Linked DNA regions of Mus musculus: region 1 is linked to region 2. A link is a contact called in public Micro-C data. All regions are on one chromosome and are shown on one strand. The core of a region is the stretch at or near the end of the contact, and the rest is flanking DNA. Distances in the headings are between cores, read along the strand shown. Region 1 holds the start of Syn2 (synapsin II). Region 2 holds the start of Slc6a1 (solute carrier family 6 (neurotransmitter transporter, GABA), member 1).

Region 1 (6,796 bases), core at 4,034-6,533, 850 kb before region 2:
AGTCATCTTGCCTCAGCCTCTTGAGAGCTGAGAACACAAGTATGAGACACAGTCCAGCTCTACCACTCATTCTTTCAAATCACACGAAGATCACAAAGAACAGATGACATTTTCAGAACTTAGTATAACACCTTGCATATAGCAATTGCTTAGTAAATGATAGTTGTCACGTTGCTGCACTAATAGCACTAGGCACATGTCTTTCAGTTCAGTATGTCTCAAATTTGATTATGAGGATATTGTTCAAATGCAAAATATATTTCAGTGGGTAGAAAGTAGGATCTAGATTCTGTTCTTCAAAATGCTTCTGGTTGATGTCAATGCTGTTGATCCAAGGGCCATACTTTGAATACAAGAAGTAGATTTTAGTAAGTTTTTTAAAAATGTATATTAATCTTATCTGCTCATCTGGATAATAAGCTCTTAGAAGACACTTTTTATCATTTTTCTTAGCAAATATACCCTATGAGATGTTCAGTAAACATCTGTTGATTTATTGTATCTGTGGTTTCTAGATTATCAAGAATGTCTATGCCATACTGATTTTCAAATCAAATGCTAAACTATGCCAACAGAAAAAGCTCATTTGAGAACTGGAGTCACAGTTGCTTGCTTGCTTGCTTGCTTGCATGGAAGCAAAGAGAATCTGGTAAAAAAAAAAAACCAACAAAAAAAAAACTTTACCTCTTCAAAAGTGAGGACATAATAGGAGAAGCAAGAATGTGTCAAATGGTTACCTTCTCTATGATAAAGTGTGACGATCATTAAAGTGAAATCTTAATTGCACTTCAAATTTAGCTATGAACCTTAAAGATATGTATTTGGGGAAATACAAAAAACTAATAATAATTAATATATATGCACATATATAAGCTTGATTTAATTTTTAGTGACACACATATTTTTCAACAAACTTTTAGTGTGCAATTAATCTAAAGCTCTCAGGCTATGTAAAAATTTCAAGGAAAAGAAGTATCCTCCAGTTTTCTCATGAACCAGGTTAGAAGTTCCATGCTACACTGCCTATAATCACACTGATAAATTCAAAGGAATCTTCTGTATATTAGCACTGATCTGAAAAGTTACCTATTTTGAGTTTCCTTTTAAATCTGAAATTATTTAGATGCTTCTTAAAAACCCCCTCTTTCAAAGTTTGGAGCTAAGTCGAAAGCATGGATCATCCAGAGACTACCCCACTGAAGGATCCATCCCATAATCAGCCACCAAATGCAGACACATGCTAGCAAGATTTTGCTGACAGGACCCTGATATAGCTGTCTCTTGTGAGGCTATGCCAGTGCCTGGCAAATACAGAAGTGGAGGCTCACAGTCAGCTATTGGATGGAACACAGGGCCCCCAATGGAGGAGCTAGAGAAAGTACCTAAGGAGCTGAAGGGGTCTGCAACCCTATAGGTGGAACAACAATATGAACTAACCGGTATCCCCTGGAGCTCATGTCTCTAGCTGCATATGTAGCAGAAGATGGCCTAGTCGGCCATCAGTGTGAAGAGAGGCCCGTAGGTCTTACAAACGTACACGGGAATGTCAGGGCCAAGAAGTGGGAGTGGGTGGGTAGGGGAGCAGGGCAGAGGAGAGGGTATAGGGAACTTTTGGGACAGCATTTGAAATGTAAATAAAGAAAACATCTAATAAAAAAATTTATATCCAAAAAAAAAAAAAACCCAACCCTCTCTTTATGTTAGCACTCGAATTCAGATGGGACCAATACGTTTAAGTTCCACTGAGATACTACATTCTTTCTACTCAAGCACCATAGTAATGGCATTGGGTATATATAACACCTGATTATTCAGTTTTGTCTAGGTAGCTTAAACTATGAGACAAATTATTTAAATTAGCTTTTAGAACAAAAAGAACCCTTGTAAGCTACTGTGTTTGTCATAAGCAGCCACCTGCTCCTTAATTCAGAGACCTTTCAATAAAACCACTCATCAATATTTAACTGAGGTGTTTTAAACAAATTTAGACACGTTAGAAGATGACAAAATTCTTGGAATTGCTATTACCTACAAAAACACAGAAGCACAGAACTACCATCAAGTTGCAGACTCAAACTCGGCTTAAGAGTTTTAATAAATCAATGTTATTACTCCAGAGAAATCCATAAGGCAGTTGAGAGTCAGCCCGCAGAAAAGTGAATCCTATTACTTCCATCAGAAATCCAGTCTCCAGGGCAAAGCAGATTCTCCGGTTTATACCAGGCACTCTTCCTAGAAAATAATCCTATCCAAGGAGAATTTCAAATCTCAACTCTCTCATTTCTAAATAAACAAATTCTCTGAGTCTCCCCATACTTGTAGGAACACTTATCTACCTATCTGTGGGTATCTAAGTAGCAATTAGAACCAAGAAAATAGCTTCAGTGGGGTAGAGGACCGGGACAAAGCTCACAAGAATCAGATTCTAGCCCAGAAAAATGAAATGTTAATGTTAGTCTTGTACCTATTTCCTAGCTGTTCTTTATGATTCTTTTTTAAAATATTCACCAATAACTCTTAATGTCACTAATTTCTGAAATAGTCTTAATAACTCTAGATTCCTTTGTTAACTGTCTCAGGTATCTTTGTGTCACCCTAATTAGTGTGAGTTTTCCAAAAGGCCCCCAGCATTGTCTAACCCCTAAAAGGAAGTGTATTATTACTGTGTATCACAGTAACATTCTAACAGTGAGACAATACAGAAGGATGGCAGCAATGAAACCAAGCAGTTTAACCTAAAGTTAAGATGCCACTGGACCATTTGTTAGCTGAATGGCTGTAAGCTCACCACTTACCTTTTCTAAGTCCCTGTTTTCTGAAGACCCAATAGAATACCACATTAGGAGTCCCTCCTTACCAGAGAATCTGACATACAATGGATGCTTGCATAGAGCTTGCCTCCCTTCCCTTCCCTTCCTCCTGAGCAAACACTTGTTGATTTGAACTGCCAGTGATTCTTCCAGGAGACTGCCAGTGGCACTACTGTCGTACTTTCCCACATTACCTTCCTGTTATTCCCCATTACCTTTCCCAGTTCCTGATAAAGGTCTTTTCTACTCTACTATCTTGAAAAATAAGGGCCAACCACACAACCCACCCAGAGGAAATGATTCCAGCATGGTAACAGCAGGAAGCCCTACAGCTCCAGGTAACATGTCACTTCCACCAGTTCATCCCAGCACCCCCTCTCTCCCTCTCTCCCTCTCTCTCTCTCTCTCTCTTTCTCTCTCCTCTCTCTTTCTCTCTCCCTCCCTCCCTCCCTCCCTCCAAGTCTCTCAGTGAAGGAATGGCAGAGAAAGCACAACAGGAAAGCAGCTACAAGAGAAATAAACAGCTCTGGGGTCCCTGTGTCTTCCTCTTGGGAAGAATTCTCAGGTGCAGGCACCAATCAACCTCATCCCCTTAGGAAAAGGAAAACAAAAATTGCTCCCTCACATTCCAAAGGAAAAAACACCTAAGGCTCTGGCCTTTTCATGGTTCCATACCCACCAGTCAGCCCACCATCCACCATCGCTTAAGTCAGCGTCCTACTGCATCAAAGGAACCACTCTGAAGCTCTTAATTAGTCTTCAGTGGACCTCATTCATGTGTTTCTCAACTAAACCTAACACCTTCCCCAATCATCCCCATTCCCTATAGCTCTTTTTAAAAGAAGAAAAAGAAAAGAAAGAAAGAAAAGAAAAGCATTCTTGAAGTTTCCCCTTTACTGCATTAAGGCCAATCATTTTATTTGTGCCCTTTAACAATATGTAATGTTTTTACTTAGGTCTTCATCATCCAGCTGAAAAAGCCACCATCGTTTACACACAAACACAGGAGCACGCATGCTCGCATGCACGCACGCACGCGCACACACACACACACACACACACACACACACACACGCACACACACACACGGAGGGAGGGAAGGAGGGAGGGAGGGAGGGAGGGAGGGAGGGAGAGAAGGGAAGAGAGAGAACAAAATTTTTAAAACATATATCCCCTCCCTGTTGCATATATATAATAATCTCATTATTTTTAAACAGATGTCAATCACACTCTGAGACACCTGTGATCTAACCCACCTTGATATCAATACAGGTACAGGTTTAAAACAAAACAAACAAACAATAACAACAACAAAAACACCTATCCAACTTAAATACTAATATCCACTCCCAACTCATTCCAAACCTTGCAGACTAGAATCTTTTTTGGTGTCCTTTATTTTGATGGCCATCTGGGTCCATTTTCACCTTAGCTTGTATGCGTCTAAACTGTTAAGCCTGCCCCCCCCCCACCATAAGTATTTGTGTTTTGTTTTTGTTTTTTATTAGTTCTTTGAGGATGTTGTACAACCTGTTTTGATCATCTTCACCCTCCCTCCCCCAGCTCTTTCCAGATCCATCCCTCCTTCTCTTCCTTCCCAACTTTGTGGTGTCCCCACCACCACTGTCACAGCCAATATGTGCTGCCCAAATATTCTTGGCTGTGTGGCCTTCCTTTAGAGCGTGGTCGACTTATCACTATTTTTAAGCTCCATTGGTGCTTAATGAAGTAGCTTGCTCTGCCACCGGCCTGGAGGCCACCGAGTCCTTTACCTTAGGACCCATGTCTCTGGGAGGTCAACGCCTGCCCTCGCCCCTCCCACACACAGACACCTGCTCGTCCCCGGTGCTCTCCCGGGTGACCTCGAGGGTCCATCTTCACACCCTGCCCCCGGCGGACCCCGCAGGGGCCTACCAGTCGGTGTGCGGCTCGTCGACCACCAGCAGCACCTTGGCCTTCCTGGAAGCGGCCGAAGGTGCGGGCGCGTCCACCAGGCCGGCGGAGGCGGCCGTCTGCTTCACCGCTTGCGACAGCGAGCTGAAGAAGCTGCTGCCCACCGACGGCGTCGGCGCGGGCTGCGGCGCCGGCTGCGGCGCGGGTGCCTGGGCGGGTGGCGGCCTGCGCTCGGGACCGGGCGAGGCAGCTGAGGTGGCCGCCGACGCCGTAGCGGCACCGGGGCCAGGGGCAGGAGGGGGCTGCTGCGGCTCCGGGCGCTGAAGGTCAGTCATGTAGCCATTGGGCAGGTTGGCGATGAAGCTGCTGTCCGACAGCCGGCGCCTCAGGAAGTTCATCATCTGGCTTGAGGGGCTGAGGGCGCTCGAGGCGGCGGGCCAAGCGGCGCGGGGAGGACGGCGCGGGGACACCGAAGGTGGTCCGCGTCTCCGGGAGCCCAGCAGACAGCCGCGGCGCTCTGGGTCTGGGGAGCGAGCCTGTTAGCGAGGGAGCAGTGGGCGGTGCCGAGGGCGTGACTACTTCTGTCTCCGCCCCTCTCCGCAGAGCCTGCTCCGCCCCCGCCTACTCGCGCGTCCCCCGCCTTTTCAGGCTCTGGCGCAAAGAGAAGGGAGAGTGTCCCCTCCCGCCACCTGAGCGTGACTGTGTGGGAACCAGGAGCTCTCGCAGTGTGGAGGGAAGGAAAGCCGAGAGTCTCCCACCATCATCACCTTCGTGGTTTCAAGAGGAGAGTCGTGTCCCAGTTCCAGACGAAGACACCATCCTAATACCATCTAGTTAGAAGAGAGGTGTCAGCTTCCCTACCCTGAGGTGAGAGAAAAGAGCTACACCTGCCCCTCCACCCGCTCTGGCGTGTGTGTGCGCGCGCACACACACCCAGGACCACCATTCAGTGAGCAAAGCGAAGCATTTCCTTTCCTGAAGCTCAGGAAAATGATGCCAAAGTCCCCAACTTTCAGATGAGAAGGAATGGACTAATCTGTTGCTGCTAATGCGCACCTTGTATGCTGAGACCTGAATGAATGAATGGATGGATGGATGGATGAATGAATGAATGAATGAATGAATGAATAAAAGCTGCCTACCCGTGCTGAATGGGAAAAACCTCTCCCTGACCCAAAAGGTGGGAGTCCAGACCACAATGAAGTAGAGGGCTACCTCACCCTCCTTGAGGAAGAAGGAACCTAAGCAGACCCTCTCCACACTGCCCTGGAGGACATTAGGAGGCAATTTCTGTGCCCCACTTAATAGTGCACAATTCTCTCCCTGACCAGAGAGAGAGAGAGCACGCGCGCGCGCAAGAGAGCCCGAGAAGACTGAAAATGTCTTTTCAGGATCCCTCAGACAGATAGCCAAGGCTACCCCCTCAATTTGCTTCCCTGACATACATTGTTCCCCAGTGTTGTAGGGCGACCTAGTCCCCTAACTGACCATCTCCATGAAGGTTTATCTGACTACCAACTTCTCTGTGCACTCTCTAAATTTTGTGTGCTCTTTGAACCTTTGTTTTGATCTGTCTTCAGGTATATTAGTCCCCTACATTTGTATCTGGACAAAATGTAGCAGATGTACTTGACAGGCAGACCACCTGGAGTGATGCACGACTTTGGGCAAATTACTCCCTTGAACCTTTTTCTTCCACAGCTAATAAAAACAGATAGCACTTTTCAAAGCTGCTGGAGTAAATGAGAACATGTAGGTAAAGCGTCTGGTACGCAGTAGATAAGCCAGTAGTGGGGCCTAAGTCCTTATTCTTATTTCTCAGTAGTATTAGCTAGTCTGAATGGAATCAGTGAGGGTCTTGACACTAATGTTAGCAGGGTGTTCCTGTTTTGTATATCCCAGTTGGTTCTCAGGTCTAAGCCAATAGCATCAGAGAGGCCTGCAGCCAATTGTGAAAATAACCAATAAAATTAGAAAGCAACCCTTGTCTCAGGTAAACTCACAACTAAGAGCTAAGGACTCATAACTAGAGACAACAATTACCCACAATGAGATGTGAGAAATTCTGTAAATCAGTTGGATAAGGTGGTTTA
Region 2 (6,587 bases), core at 2,337-4,836:
CCCCATTTATTGTCCTCTGATACAACAAGTACACAGGGATAGGTATACACAGCTCACAGGAGCTTATACAAATTAAATGACACAGAAGTGTATCATGGGGCACGTTCTGTGGCACATTGTCAATATGCAGGCAATGACAGTTGTCCCTGTAGTTGCAATGCTGGCGTGAGGATGAGGGTTCTTGGAAATTGTTCCTCTGTTTACATCTGAATTCCAGGTCTCTGTTCAAGCGTCACAGCTTGCGTTCACACCTACTGCCTGTACCAAGAAACAGGGCCCTGTTCTGCGTGGGCTTCTCTCTGCTTCCTTCTGCCTCTGAGGGCTCAGAGTCAGTCTATGGTAGAGGACAGTGCTAGGTGTCTAACAAATTCACAGAGACACCTCTTCCAGGAAGCCCTATTTTGAGATTAGAATCTGACTGACCATCCTCTTCCCTCTCAGAGGCAGGGGGTGGGGGGTAGGGGGGAGGCTCTCTTCCACTACCTAAGAATGACTTTCAGAGAATAGGGCAAAGCTGTCAAAAAAAAAAAAAAAAAGTCGACAAATCCTGGAGCAGTGGATACTTGGTGACCTCATCAGCTGGGGGAGGGGCTGCTCTCATTAGCAGGGGGAGGAGCTACTCTTTGCAGATGAAGTCATTTCAAGGTCATCTGAAGTCATTCTAAGGTCATTTCCATCTCAGCGAGGGCTGACCACTATTCCCCAAGTAAAGGATTGGTAACATTGCAGCGCTGAGTGAAAAAGACAGCTCCTATTTAGGCAAAGACAGGCCCTGTTGCCACGTTTCCATTTTAGGACCAGGCAAGGAGGCATAGGGGTGCTCTCTCCTTGGGTTTGGCTTCAGGAATGCAATGGACAGAGCAGGGAGCTGTGGTTCAGCACAGCTTGAGATCAAAGGGCGACCTGTCGCGACATGGAACAGGCAGCAGGAAAAGGCATGGGACACTGCCCACTCTCAAGACTCTCAAGGTCGGGGGAACTTTCGGAATGCAGAGGGCTGCAAATAGGGGCCAAGTCTGGATTTGCTAGGGTCGACACTGGGCCGGGCATCCAACAAGCAAGAGACGGGGAGGGGGAGACAGTTCTGAATTCCAAGTGACCTGAAAAATCTCTCACAGCCAATCCTAGGAATGGCATTTCTGTGGGAGGCAATTTATTTAATGTTGCTCTAGATGTGCCACTTGCTGGGAAGGAAAAGAAGTAGCCATTTCTCTGACAGCAGGTCCAGAGGGACTAACTCACTGTCTGCCATGAAATCTCACTGTCACTACTCTTCCCTTGACTATCCCACTTTACAGATGTGAAGACTGAGACCGGGGAAGCACACTATGGCAGCCTAGGATTGCCTTGCCTCCTCCTTGCTGTGTGACCTTGACCAAGTTGTTCTCCCTCTTTGTGTCACCCTCTCCTCATTTCTGAAGTGAGGTTTAAAGCAGATCCTGTTGTACAAGGTTAGAAATGACAAGCTTGACGCACCAAAAGATTTTGACATTCCATTTCTTCTTTCCAAAGGGGATTAGAACTTGGCCAAGATCACCTGGCCAAGAAATTGTAAAAGTACCTAGCCCAAGGCATATTCATTCGTTCCTGGGTGTGGATTTGAACAAAGCATTTTATAACCTTCCTGCCTCAGCAACACAGGTAGACGTAAGGGCAGGTCATAGCTAGCTGGACCATTATTAGGCAATCGCCTTCCACCCAGGTGGGCTTTATTCTGGAACACATATTGAGTTCTTCCTGAGTTCTGGGTCTCACATAAACAAATTCACATCCCTTTCTCCTGGGTTGCCAGGAATGTCAAATACTGGGCTGAGACTAGTGTGGAGTTATGTGCATCTTTCTTTAGCCTTGCCTTCACCCTCTTAGCTGCCTATTCTTTGACCTCTGGACCCCTCGTTAGAGCCTCACCCAGGAGACCTTACTTCTCAACAAATGTGGGTCCCCAGAACACGGTTTCCACTGGGGACTGATCATTGCCGTTTTTTCCCTCAGTGGTGACCGGCCGTCTGTCTCCTGTGCCTTTCTCAGGGAACCCCACTCCACAGAAGCTCTGGGGACAGGGCAGCCTGTGTCTCACTGCCTGGGACTCACTGTTTGTCCTCTAGCCACTGGCCACCAAGCCAGCACTTGGCTGGAGCAGAGCGCTTTCTTTGTTTGCCGCCTGCCTGGCAATTCCTTTCTGAGGCTCAAGGGAGGCTCAGCCATTTTGCCCTCCAGCTCTAGGGAAAGCTCCCTCTTTCTCTCTTCTCTGCAGGGACTTACACCTCCCAGAGCCACTTTCTTTCTGCCTCCTTCGTTTGGAAGAGGGTCTGAGGATGCTTTGATCAAGACCTGATCCATCCTTTCCAGAACTGGGGTGGGGAAAGACTGCAGGGCACTTTGAATTCCCACAGATCGCTTTTGTTTTGCAATTTGGAAGTTGGGGTATGCACGCTCCACTGTTTCCACCAAAGTTCACAACAGAGAACATAGGCAGGACCCAGCACACCATTTTTTTTTTCTTTTGTCCAACACATTCCCTGTTTGCCATAGAAAAACTGGGGCTAGCATCAAGTTCCACTCGGCTGGACATAGTCCCTTCCCTGATGTGGCCACAGTCCTTTTCACCCCTGATCTTCGTGGGTGGGCAGGAGGTCCAGCCAGTAGACCTCAGGTGTCTTGGTCTTATAAACTGGCTTTCAAAAACCCATTTTTCCCCTTGAGACTCAGGTCTGTTTTGAGAGGACATTGGCTCCGTACAAAGCTGCCCACTCTGAGTCTCTTGTTGGAAGCCTAAAGCAAACACAGAACGGGACATCTGTGGGTGTCACCCATGGGGTGGGTGGGTACGGAGGGAAGCATGGAGAAGCCGTGATAATTGCCACAGAAAGGAAAGAGAAAAAACCTGGGAAAGGCAAACCACGGGAAGTCCTGGCCCGACCCACCTTTTGCACTGGGCATCTCTCAGGTGAACAGGACAGCAGCGCCAGCTTGCGCGCGCTCAGTCCCAGCTGCTGTACACTTTCTTAGAGACAAGGTTTCTTAAGAGCTTGAGCTGCCCCGGGATGGGAAGGAGATGTCTCCATCCTCGGGTAGTCCCCAGCCCCTCCATCCTCCCGCCCCTAATAAATAAGGCATGCGGAGACTGGGGATGTGGCGCAGGTTGGTCTGGCTCCCTCCTGGGCACCCCGCCGTCGGCTGGCGAACGAACTAGGACATAGACGGCACCTGGCCTCTTGGGACCCTCCCGCCTCCGGAGCATCCCTGGGATGCAGCTGGCGCACGTCGTGGGGCGAGGACGGGGGACGATGCAGCCTAGGGTCCCGCCCTCCACCCAGTGCCCCGACGCCAGCCTCCCTTCCTACCTGCGGCCGGGGCTGCGCGGGCCGCTCCGGGCTCGGCCGCGCTTGGACGCGGGCGCCTGGGCTCCTGGGCTCGCGCAGCTCGCCTGCAACCTCTCAGCTCTCTAGGGCTCCCAGGGCCGGCGGAGGGGGCGGGGCTGTCAAGACACGCCCTCTAGGCGGGGCTTGTCCGTGCCGTCTTGCCCGCCCCTACCTTTCAGCCTCCATCTCCCACCTTTTCTGTTCCTGCTCCTCTCTCCCAGTTACCTCTGCCCTACTCTCTCTTCCCTCTTCCTTCTGCCCTGTTCCCCCTCCCTCTGCCTGCCTCCTCCTCCCTCCGCCTACCCCCTTCTCTTTCCTCCCTCTGCCCTGCTCCCCTCCTTCCTAGGCCCTGCCCGCCTTGCCTCTTCTCTCTGCCTGCTGCCTCCTCTCTTCCCCATCTCCCTCCCACCTCCTCTCTCTCTCCCAGCCCTGCTCCCTCTCCCTCTTTTCCTTGGCCTCCACCCTCCTTCAGTCTCCTGGCCTCAAAGGTCTACCTTAATTGGTCTCTTGGTTTCTCTGGCTCTGTCACATCTCTCTTGGAAGCATTGTGGCAGTGGGGTAGGACTCTTCCCTCCTCTCTACCTCTCCTGTCTGCAGCTTCCTTCTTGGGAAACAAAGTTACCACCTGAGCTACTAGGTTGGGAAAGACTGTCACTGCAGGATTGGTCTTGGAGGATGTGTGTGTGTGTGTGTGTGTGTGTGCAGCAAACCACAAACTGGAAACCCCCAGGGTTGGCTAAGGACCCTAGGTGCTCTGCTTGCAGTTCTTGAGGCGTGAGGGATTATCTAGAACACCTCTGCCCCTGGCCAGCTCCAGCTACCTCTTTCCAAGTCCAGACCTTCTGGCTCCTTCCGTGGAGGCTTTGGGGAAAGGGGCATCTCTCCCTTTTCCATGTTCCCCAAAGACGCAGAAAGAATTCATTATCTCCAATTTCAATGGCCTCCTGCTTCTATCCCAGGGTCTGGCATTCAATATCTGACTTCCCATCCTCTAATTGCATTAACCCTGGGGTCTCCAACCTCAACTTCCAAAGGCTACATAGCTTTTGACTCTTTCTCCGCACTTCCTCCCACAAGCATCTAGGCTTAGGGCCCTATGGCCTCCTGACTGGTTACCAGGTGCTGACTGTGTGTACTTCAAATGAATCTTTCTGGGGCTCCCGTGAGCCCCACACACTCTGGTCTGGGCTTAGGGACACAATGGTAGACGCACAGGCCACTGCTCTTCTTATGGGGCAAGTGAAAGAAACGGGCTTTTTCCGAAACAACCTTTCGAGAGCCCAGACTGACAAGCTCTGCCAGGGCCACCCATGAGGGTCCCAGCCTAGGTTGGGATGAGGCATAGGTCCACCCATGAAAGTGCCACTGGGGTGGGAGCTGATGCGTGGATGAAACGACAAAGCTGTCAGGGGAAATGTGGCCGTGGCTCCCAACAAGATTAGGGAAGCAGCTTTTAATCCCAGCACTTGGGAGGCAGAGGTAGGTGGATTTCTGAGATCGAGACAAGCCTGGTCTACAGAGTGAGTTCCAGGACAGCCAGGGCTACACAGAGAAACCCTAAATCTCAAAAAACAAAAAAGATTAGGGAGGCAAGTGGGGAGGGTGCTTTGGCTTGCCTGATGATCATTTCAACGTCTTCTAGTCTCGGGAGCTCAGTTTTTACTATAGGGTCTTCTCCCCACGTCTCATAAGCATATGATTGGATACAGAGCTCCTGACCCTACGTGCAAATGTGACTAGAGCCATGCCAGCCAGGGTATATTACCTCAAAGCAAGGGCAAGTGTCAGACTTTAGGTCAATGGCACCTCCACCTAGGACCTGTCCCAAAAGCCTTAATCACCAATAGGTTTTTAAGTCTGGGGTCGCCACGCCTGCAATGGAGCCTCCCTGAATGTAAGGGAACACAGAGAAAGGCAGAAATGAGGCAGAGGAGGGATGTAAGTTGTTTGAGCCCTGTGATCCAGCTGTGCCTGAAGGCAGAATGATTCTCTGAATAATCGAATTACTCTCTTTTAAAGATTAATTCATTTTAATGTTATATGTTTGCCTGTGGGTATGCTCGTTTGTGTGTGCCCGGTGCCTGCAGATTTCTGAAGAAAGTCTTGCATCTCCTGGAACTGGAATTACAGATGGTTGTGAGCAAGTATGTGTGTGCTGGGAACCAAATCCAGGTTCGCTGAAAGCCCAGCTACTGCTCTAACCAGTGAACCATCTCTCCAGCCCCTCTGTCTTGAATGATTGATCTGCTTTTACTTCCATCTTTGCATCTGTTTGACCTCTGTCTTACTTTGGGTTTCCGTTGCTGTGAAGAGACACCGTGACCAAAGCAATTCTTATAAAGGACGACATTTACCTGGGGCTGGCTTACAGTTTCAGAAGTTCAACCCATCATCGTCATGGTGGGAAGCATGGCAGCATGCAGGCAGATATGAAGCTGGAGAGGAGCCTAAGTTCTACATCTTGATCCAAAGGCAGCAGCAGGAGGGTCTCTTTTACATGGGGTTGAGCTTGAACTCTAGGGGCTGCCCTCGAAGCCCGCCTACACAGTAACATGCTTCCTTGAGAAAAGGCCAAACCTTTAATAGTGTCACTTTCCATGGGCCAAGCATTGTCAAACGACCACAACCTTCCACTGAAAGCTGCCCCAGCTGTTGAGACAGCTTCTTAGGTTTGCCTATTGCATATTAAAACCTCCTCACACCCTGTCCCCCATCCCCACCCTGATGCCTCCAGGATAGCTTTATCCCTCAAGGCATGCCCACTAGGCAGATGGTGTCAAACCACAAACTTGGCATGGTAGAGTTCAGAGTGCTATCTCCGATGCATGGGGCAGGTGTGTGTGTGTGTGTGTGTGTGTGTGTGTGTGTGTGTGTGTGTGTACAGGCAAGGCAGGCACAGGTGGGATCCCCCAGCCCCTTGTGAAAAGCCCAAGTGAGAATTTGTCAGGTAGGTCACAGTCTGGTGGCAGCCCCTGCAACATCTCATTTCCAAAATGTCCACTGCCAGGCCCTAGCTGTGGTCAGGGGAGTGTTCATACAACAGGACAAGCCTCGGGTTGTTGCTGAGCAGAGGTTAATATCTCTCAGGAGCAAGGACAAGCATGCGTGAAAGCTCTGTACCTCCAGCGATGGTGGGCAGCAGGGTCTAGGATACACTGGGTGTATCTCTGCTTCGACCTTGTGCTCATTTTCAGGGAGATCTATTTCTGGCAAGCAATATTGGTC

The links. A called contact is a pair of places that touch in the nucleus more often than the background predicts.
Region 1: a contact with region 2 is called in a Micro-C map of embryonic stem cells, with 4 times the contacts expected there. The contact joins the promoter of Syn2 here to the promoter of Slc6a1 in region 2. A contact is called at or near these places in 5 of 39 promoter capture datasets (the 3T3-L1 cell line, the C10 cell line, liver and 1 more) and 1 of 484 Hi-C or Micro-C datasets (embryonic stem cells).

What each region holds. Positions count from the first base shown.
Region 1 is chr6:115,133,389-115,140,184 of GRCm38.p6, reverse strand. Syn2 (synapsin II) reads right to left here and starts at 5,283. Exons shown (of 13, transcript NM_001111015.1): 1 at 4,725-5,283. The coding sequence starts at 5,104. Gm17733 (predicted gene, 17733) reads left to right here and starts at 5,350. Exons shown (of 2, transcript NR_132436.1): 1 at 5,350-5,570.
Region 2 is chr6:114,279,634-114,286,220 of GRCm38.p6, reverse strand. Slc6a1 (solute carrier family 6 (neurotransmitter transporter, GABA), member 1) reads right to left here and starts at 3,586. Exons shown (of 16, transcript NM_178703.4): 1 at 3,345-3,586.